2 separate regions of the Macaca mulatta genome follow, and region 1 is linked to region 2. A link is a contact called in public Hi-C data. All regions are on one chromosome and are shown on one strand. Each heading gives the region's core, a stretch centred on a gene start, on an enhancer-like site or on the middle of the called end of the contact. The rest is flanking DNA. Distances are from core to core; before and after follow the strand shown.

What was found. A called contact is a pair of places that touch in the nucleus more often than the background predicts.
Region 1: a contact with region 2 is called in a Hi-C map of blood, with 2.7 times the contacts expected there. The contact joins the promoter of NOTCH2 here to the enhancer-like site in region 2. A contact is called at or near these places in 5 of 14 Hi-C or Micro-C datasets (CD4 T cells, blood, cortical neurons and 2 more).

What each region holds. Positions count from the first base shown.
Region 1 is chr1:120,216,532-120,221,094 of T2T-MMU8v2.0, forward strand. NOTCH2 (notch receptor 2) reads left to right here and starts at 3,195. Exons shown (of 34, transcript NM_001260662.1): 1 at 3,195-3,469. The coding sequence starts at 3,397. It overlaps LOC144331827 (a long non-coding RNA gene), which reads right to left and starts at 2,966. Exons shown (of 3, transcript XR_013399354.1): 1 at 2,797-2,966.
Region 2 is chr1:120,143,638-120,147,822 of T2T-MMU8v2.0, forward strand. No RefSeq gene overlaps it. Among named protein-coding and RNA genes, the nearest start is that of SEC22B, 32 kb to the left of the region's middle. Within about 2 kb of position 2,299, at least 16 of the 40 cell types and tissues checked have an H3K27ac peak or open chromatin away from gene starts, as enhancers often do. A contact at or near this core is called in CD4 T cells and blood, where this site is marked.

The sequences.
Region 1 (4,563 bases), core at 1,945-4,444, 74 kb after region 2:
AGGACAGACATGAGAACAAATAAGTGCCCAATTCTGCATTTATTTTGGAAGGTAGTTTTATGTAAGTTTAAATTAGTAAAGATATAGATGTACATTTTTAGTTTTGATTAAAACTAAAACAATTGGTAGCCCTTATTCATATTTTTCTATCATTAAAACTTATTTTTAAAACATGTCTTCAGTCATATTTTTCCCTTACTTCCATTCATACTATTTACTCTTTACTTCTCTTGTCCTTACCAGAATGTATGCAGTAAGTTTCATATTGTAACACATTTAACAAAAGTTATATGTGAACATAATAGCTGCTTTCTTTAAAACGGTTACTTTGAGAAACTGCATACTTATTTTTTTTCTTTTTTTTGAGACAGAGTTTTGCTCTTGTTGCCCAGGCTGGAGTACAGTGGCACGATCTTGGCTCACTGCAACCTCTGCCTCCTGGGTTCAAGCAATTCTCCTGCCTCAGTCTCCCGAGTAGTTGGGATTACAGGTGCCCACCACCATGCCCGGCTCATTTTTTTGTATTTTTAGTAGAGATGGGGTTTCACCATGTTGGCCACGCTGGTCTCGAACTCCTGACTTCAGGTATCTGCCTGCCAAAGTGCTGGCATTACGACATGAGCCACCACACCTGGCCTGCACATTTATTTTAATAATGTTGTCATAGCTACAGTCACTTCTAGAGTTGCTCTTTGGGGATAACTATCTTATATTCTTCTGAATATATTTTAATAGTGACAAAACTTATCTTTGCAAGTGATTTTTAAAATTTGTATGCAGCCAAGTCACTATGAATTATCTTTAGTGAGTAAAGAGGAAGATCAAACTGGTAACACTGTGGGTAAACAACTGAAAAATAGTGTTATCTTTCTCTGAACATATTTGCACAACAGAAATTCCAAAAATGTTTTGACTACGCTATTTTTGAAAAGAGTTTCTAGTATTCCAATGTGACCACTTTCACTAACAGTACTTGCTTACCGTAAGTGCCTGCTAACATACAGTTTTGGAACTTCATAGGTCTATGCCCATACTGATTTGCACTTGCTTAGTGTTGTTTTACATTCTAGTTCAACATCTATTATGTGATAGACACTGGGGATGAATAGGCTGTGGTCCTTGCCCATGAGGACCTCAAAATGTAGTTGAGAACACAGAAATACAAAGTGTCCTGTGTGAAAAATAAATATCGGTGTAAGATAAAGAAGTGGCAGTGGAAGACAGTGGAGGGACTGTCTGTTAGGAGTAGGAATTTATTGCGATGTCGGCAAAGCCTTCTTTGGACTGAAGGATGAATTATGATTCGAAGTTCATTATGAGGAGGAGGGAAGGGGACTACAGGAGTCATTCGAAGCCAAAGGAACAGAAGGTACTGGGACAGCAACAGCAAGATATGTTTGGGGGAATCTCAAGTTAGTCAATACTGTTATTGTGTGAAGTTCACAACAGGGGCAGGGAGGACAGGAGATGGGGCCCAATGACGAAAAGGCCTTGTATGTACCATTTTTAGAAGTTTGAATTTTACCCTATAGGAGTCAGGGTAGGATTTCCCATCCCAACAGGATTGTAAACTCCCACATCCAATTAGTCACATCCCCACTTTTTTTTTTCTTTTTCTTTAACATTGTCTCAGATCCATTCCTTCTGAAATCTACCTCATTAGTTCAGGTCTTCTTAAATTTGTGCCTGGACTGTTTCACTAACTCTTGACTGGTCCTGGGGCTCCAGTTCACCTCTTGCTCCCAACAATCAATTTTGTACAGGATTATCAGAGCAATCTTCCTTTCCATCAGTCTCAACTCTGTTTAAAAACTTTCAATAGTTTTCTGTGACCTAAGAGGTAGCTGCCTCCCCACCCTTTCAGCTTGCCATTCAAGGCTGCATAATTTGGTTCCAATCCCCTTTCCCTCCTTGACTCCTCTCACTGCTAACAGAGCCAGAACTCGTTTACTTACTCTTTTGACTGTACCTTTGCTTTCATGAGGGCTCTTTCCTGGAATGATATGTCCATACAACTATTGCTGTTGTTCTTACTTTTAGCTCTTTTCTTAGTAGCCCATTTGTACCCAGGCTTGATCACACACCCTACTCTCCTGCCCTGCAAGTAACTACTATTCTGGTTATAGTCTCTTAATATCTATATCTATATACATGCATCCACAGATAATGTGTAGTATTGTTTTGAAAACAATATGCATAAATGGTATACTTTGTCTCCCTCTGCGATTAGTTTTGTCACTATCATCTAGTTTTTAAGCTTTACCCCTATTGACATAAATATAGTCTTTTCAGTTAGTGTGTTGCATTTCATTTTATAAATGTACCTTACATCATTCATCCATTCCTCTGAGGGTGGATATTTATGTTGTTTTCAAGGTTTTGCTATTACAGTGTTACAATGAATATCCTTAGCTTAGCTGGTCTCGTCTTATACAAATTTTACTGACCTTTCAAGATCCTGCTTTCATCCCAGCTCCTATGTGAAAGCCTTCCCTGAATCCCCCAGCCCACAGCGGCAAAGTCTTGGTCCTCAAAGTTGCTTGTGCATCTTTGGTATCATTCCACTGCCAAACACACAGCTACGCAAAGTAAGGCAATTAAGAAATACTTGCTACACGGATGAACAAATGAATGAATGAATGGGGCAGCACCACTCCATGATGGCTCTATTCCTTTTTAATGGACTTTGGCGCCTTGGCCCCCTTTTCTTCTTTGACAGCACTGGTCCTACTCCAGCGCATTCCTCTAGCTAGCAAAGCAGTGTGTGAATGTGTGGGTGTAGGGGGCGATACAGACCTCACTGGATGAGGGCCGCCTCTCCCTGCAAGTTCACGATCCCGGCAAACTCTAGTGCTTGAAGTTCAGAGCCCTACCCCACTCCCCTCCGCCCCAACGCCCCTTCGGCACGGGCCCGGCCAGCGAGGCGCTGCAGCCCTGATCGAGTGAAGGCGCTGCGGCCCCCGGGGCGGCTGGAGAAGGATGCGGCCGGCACCGATGACTCGTAGTAGATCCCTCCGCGCGGAGCTCGGGCCGGCGCTTCTTCCTGCGGGAAACCCCTGGGTGCCCAAGGCGGCGGGGCCGAGGCCGCGGCGACAGTGGGGCGGGGCTTGCGGTGGGAGGAGGCGGCTGAGGCGGAAGGACACACGAGGCTGCTTCGCTGCACACCCGAGAAAGTTTCAGCCAAACTTCGGGCGGCGGCTGAGGCGGCGGCGGAGGAGAGGCGGACTCGGGGCGCGGGGAGTCGAGGCATTTGCGCCGGGACTTCGGAGCGTAGCGCCAGGGCCTGAGCCTTTGAAGCAGGAGGTGGGGAGGAGAGAGTGGGGCTCCTCTGTTGGGACCCCCTCCCCATGTGGATCTGCCCAGGCGGCGGCGGCGGAGGAGGAGGCGACCGAGAAGATGCCCGCCCTGCGCCCCGCTCTGCTGTGGGCGCTGCTGGCGCTCTGGTTGTGCCGCGCGGCCCCCGCGCGTGGTGAGTATCGGGCTGAGGGGCGCTGTCCGCGGCGCCCGGGGCCGCCACCTAGGGCGACCCTTCTCCCCCTCGGTCCTCCTCTCTGTGGGAAGGCCAGGCTCGGCCGTCGGCGCGGAGCGAGGCCACTCGCTGGGTTCCCGAAAGTTTGGACATCGCCGGGGGCCCCTCCCGTGGCGCCCCCGCCAACCCCCGGGGTTCCCCGCCGCCTCTGCTCCCCGCGGCCCGGGACCCCTCACACGCCTCCTCGGCCGGAGGGAGGCCGGCAGCAAGTCTCAGAAACTCCCTTTTCCTAGTGTCAGGGTGCGGAGAGGTGGGCAGTTTTGCCCTTCAGGTTCCGCGTTTCCTGGGGTCGAGCGAGAGCCGACGGCGGGCCTCGGAGGGGCTGAGCGAAGGAATGCCAGATTCTGGCGTGGAGAGCGGGGGCAGGGCCGCCAAGCCAAACGGCCTGCACCTTCGCAGCCAGCCTCGGCTTTGCCGGGGGGCGGCACACGGGCCGGGTGTGTGGGCTTGGTTTGGATGGGGACTGGGTTTTGCGGCGCGCCTGAGTTTTGACACTCCGATCCCACCGAAAGTCCGGAGGAGCCGGGTGTACTGCTCGTGTCTTTGAAAGGTGGAGGCAGGAGAAGTAGGGCAACTGGTGTGGCTGCATGCTGAGGCACATGATTTAAAAATCTCAACTGCTGTTATTCTTTCCGAGGCGCGGAGCTCTGCTGCTCTTTCAGGCTGTGTCCAGACGCAGGAATGTGGTGTGACGATCACCAATTCCTCCAACCTGGCAGCAGCATTTGCTGCTCCTTTGGCATGGCTGGGGGTGGGGCACGGGCGGGTGAGGAAAAGTGGATACGTTAATTCAAAGGGCTTCCTTAGAAAGCTTCTTTATGGTTGGATGTTTCTAACACGGTTGGACCAAGGAAAGGGAATCAAATCGTGTCTTCCCCATCCCACCCACACTTTTAGATTCTTCATTTCTTCAGACTCTATAGTGGAAGTAACTTGGGCTTTGGAGCCCTGCTTTGTAATCCTGGATTCAAATCTAGCTCTGCTGTATGAACTCACCAATAAAATAGGGATGAAATTATCCAGCTAATAGGATT
Region 2 (4,185 bases), core at 1,049-3,548:
TATAAGGTGCCATCACAGACATGTTTTCCCCTTGATACTCACCATAGCCCTGTGAAGTTGATAGCTACTATCCCCCATTTTACAGACAAATGTTCTAATCTGTAATCAAAATAGCTGATTTTTGCTTGAAGAAAAAGTCTAGAGGGACACCCTATCTGTCAAGAGAGCTCCAGCGGGTGGGTAATTTCTTTCATAATTGCTAGAAGAGCCAATTCTGAATGTGAGACTTTTTCCGTCTGCTTTATTTCAACCAGAGATGGAATAGGAAGGCTTTCCGTTACAGTTTATCAATTCCTTCTGCTTTTGCCAGTTAATCTCTAGCTTTGCTCTTTTGAAAAAACTACCATTTCCCACTCCACTTCTGCTACCACCACCACCAAGTCAGAGTCCTCTTTCTATTCCAGCCAAACCTCTTCCTGTTCTTGAGAATTGCATCACATTCTTGGCTTAACGTAACCAACACCCCCACATTGGCACCAGGGAGTGTGTAGCCCTTCTTTATTGGCTGAAAGTTCTTGTCTGGTGAGCATGGAATAAGTCACTCACTTCCTGAATTTCAGCCCTGGCTAAATTTGCTTCTGGAAAAACATATATCTATTCCTCAGATTTTTGTTTGTTTGTTTGCAAATCTCCTTCACTCCAGCCCTGTACTGGAGTGAGCAAGATTTACCAAATAGGGACAGCGTGAAAGGGAATTTAGCGGGTAGAGGTAGAGGGAAAAGGAATAGTATGTGTAGCTTGCTGAATAAGATATCTGCTCTTGCTGTTTCCATTTCTTCACTTCTCACACAATTTTTAACCCAATCTAATCTGGCATTGGCTCCCATTGTATTGAAAGGTCTTTCACTCAGGACACTAATGCCCTCTCACCTCCCATATTACTAAATCCAGTAAATACATCAGTCTTTATCTTACTTCACATCAGAGTAGCATCTGATGCTTTTGATCACATCCTCTTTGATAGACTCACTCTTCCTTTGCACTATTATTTTTTCCCTATCTCAGTCATGGGTCTTCAACATCCTTTGCCAGCTGCTCTTTATCTACTCCTAAAGTGCTCGTGTTCCTCAGAACCCTGTTCTTCATCAGCCTCTTTTCTCTCTAAACACTTTCTGTGAGAAATATTATCCCTTTCCATGGCATTATTGGGATCTATCTGCCAATTATTTCCAAATCTCTATCTTCCCTAAACTCTGGATTTATATATTCGACTGCTTTCCAGAACTTCTTCAGTTGGAAATTCCTGAAAGCATATTAACTAACTCCCTCCCTCAAACCTATTCCTCTAATAATGCTCCTTATCCAAACATATGCCACACCACCTACCCAGTTTTTCTAGGCAGAAATGTAGGATTCATCCTTAATGACTGTTTTGCTCACCTTCCAAATTCAGTCAATAACCAAGTTCAGTATAATCTACATATTTGAATCCACCCACTTCTCCCTGTCCCCACTAGCCTAAGTGATCACCATCTATGTGGCATTTTGCACATCCCTTTTCTAGTTTCCTGCCCCCAGGTTTCTCCTCTTGGATCATTTTCCACAAACCAGATGGTTCTTTATGTAAATGCAGTTCTGTAAATTCACGACTTGTGTTTAAAATCCTTTAGTTGCTTCTCACTGTCCTTAGGATGGGGTCCGAACTTCTTATCACGGTTCATAAGCCTCTCATGATCAGTAACCTGCCATCAGTCTGAACTCCATTAACACTGACCTCCAGTGTTTCAGACACACCCTGCTTCCTTTTGCCTCTAGGCCTTCATAGATGCTGTTTCCTCTGCTCGGAGCATTCTACTGTAGGGCCTCTAACATCTGTAGACTAAATTCTAGCCTCAAATTATCATTTATCTTATTCCTGAATCAGAACTGAACTTGGATACTTAATTTTTTATTCTTGAATTAAAACCAGGATTTATATTATCCTATGTATTTCTTTGAAAACTGCAGACAAGGGTATTTTCCAGTGAGACTGTATTTGAACTAATTAACTTAGGGTTCAGTTTTCAAAAATCATAGCTGAATGTAAACTGGAACATTTGTTTTTCATGGTACTGGAATGTTTTCTTGGTTGTTATTCATCATGACATTCTAGCTTTGGAATTTTTCATTTCCAGCTGACTTCTTGCAGACTCCTTTCTTACCTCTCAACCCCTTACCCTCTGATTGCCCTATACTTGCCCCTAGATGGATCCAGTTTGCATGCAGTGGTAGCTGTTGTGAGGCTGCGGTTAAATAGAGCTGCTCAGACTGCAACAGGAAAGCATTGAATCGAAAGCAAAGGGGAGGAAGCACAAACCGATACCCACCACAAAGCTGCTGAGTGCCCAGCATGACCCAAGCCGCACCCTCTGATGAGGAGTCTTGTGGAGGAGTAAGAAGCCACAGACTTTAATAAACCATCAGCACAGCCTGTCCTCCACTTCCCTGATCCAGCCTTCCTGGGTCACCATGAGTATCACCAGGTACTGACCTAAGAAGCTGGGTGATGACAGAAAAGTGACCAGAAATGTAGAGGCCGGAGGAAGGTGCCCGAAATGAATGAATGTAAACCATTTTATCTCCAACTCCCTACACAGTTCAGTGTGGTGAGCACGAAGGTCCGGGGCATGAGAATGTTTCTGAGGAGCTCACTGCTTGGAGTGATTCCCAGATGAAGACTCCTAAAAATGTTCCCTAAAAATTGCCTTTGCTACCTGCCTGAAAGGCTGCTTCTAGTAGTGGCCAAAACAACTTATACAAATTTTATAACTAAAAATAAAGCCCTTGTGAGATACAGTTAAGAGAACTTTAAATTTACACTAAGGTATGATGACTATTTTTAGATTATTTCCTGACTTCAATGGAGGGAGGAGAAAGGAAGGAGATGGAGCAGCAAAGACATATGTTACCTACTTAATGATTTCGCCCATGGCCTACCCTGTTTACATTTGTCCCCTTTGCTATCAAAGGAGATATTAAGGAATTATAGGAAAGGGAATGAAAAGTGCAGAAAAATATATAGGAACTAAGTGTAGATTTTAAACATTGGTAAGGTGGAGAACTCCTTGGAACTCTAGAGCTTCACAGTGGCTCTATAATTCACCTGTTCAGGTTCACTACCTCAGAATTTCAGAAGGTGAGATCTGGGCCCTACTTTTGCAGCTGGAAGGTCAGAACCCAAAGAATGGAGGTGACTGACTCAGTCTGGAGGAAAGGTTGCTTGGCTTGGCTGGAAGTGGGTGCTTGTGTCATCACAGAGCGCCAACCTCATACTTCAGATAACAGAACAGGAAATACTGTTAGTGCAGCTGGGAGAGCAGAGGACTGACTGTGTATCCAAGACCATTAAGTTATTTAGTCACCTCTTTGTGTTGGACTTTCTGTCCTACAAGGGACCAGAACTGGCTGTGGGGAGCTTGGGCAATAGATGAAGCAAGCCATCAGGCCAGTTCCTGTTCCTTGCAGCTTTCTTGCCCTTCCTATCATGTTCAGCTTCTTCAATCTGCTCAACCCAGAAAGTCTTCCAAGACTGACATCATTACCAAAGTTTAAATGGAAGAATCTTAGGCATTGTGACAGGAGACGGAGTAACAATTCTGGAGTAGAGGAACCGTCTCTCACAAGGCCTCTCTACTATAAGTGGTAAAAATTTGTGCTTTATTTTAGCAACCACAACAACAGTGAATTGGAAAGGATCTAATAAAGGAAACAGAACAGAATTTGTAGCCAGACGACTTTGTTTTGAAACTATTCTTCCTTTCTTCCCTTCCTCTCTCCCTCTCTTCCTTCTTTCCTTCCCTCCTTCCCTTCAGAAAGGAAAGGTCAGGGAGGATAGCCATAGAATGGGAAGCTCCTTAGGCCTCAGAGGAATGCTGCAAGCTTCCTAAGTCTGAGTGCCTGCTCAGAGTTTGCCTACTTTCTTCAGTAGTCAAGGACATTCCTCAAGTTGTGCTTAATACCTATGCATGATCCAAACTGCAGTAGGTGGGTGACTGCCTTCCCCAGGTGCAATCTTTCAGCATGTGACCTGATGTAGTACATTACATTCCTTAGACAAGGAAAAATTAGCAATATGAATGCAAAGAGGGGAGGCAGAGAGTGTCAGCTACTCTAAAACGCTTAGTTATGAAAGAAGAAAGATTGGCTAGACAGTATGTGTAATAAGGAATGAATTTCATTTTTTACTTGAGAGAGGTTCAGGAATGT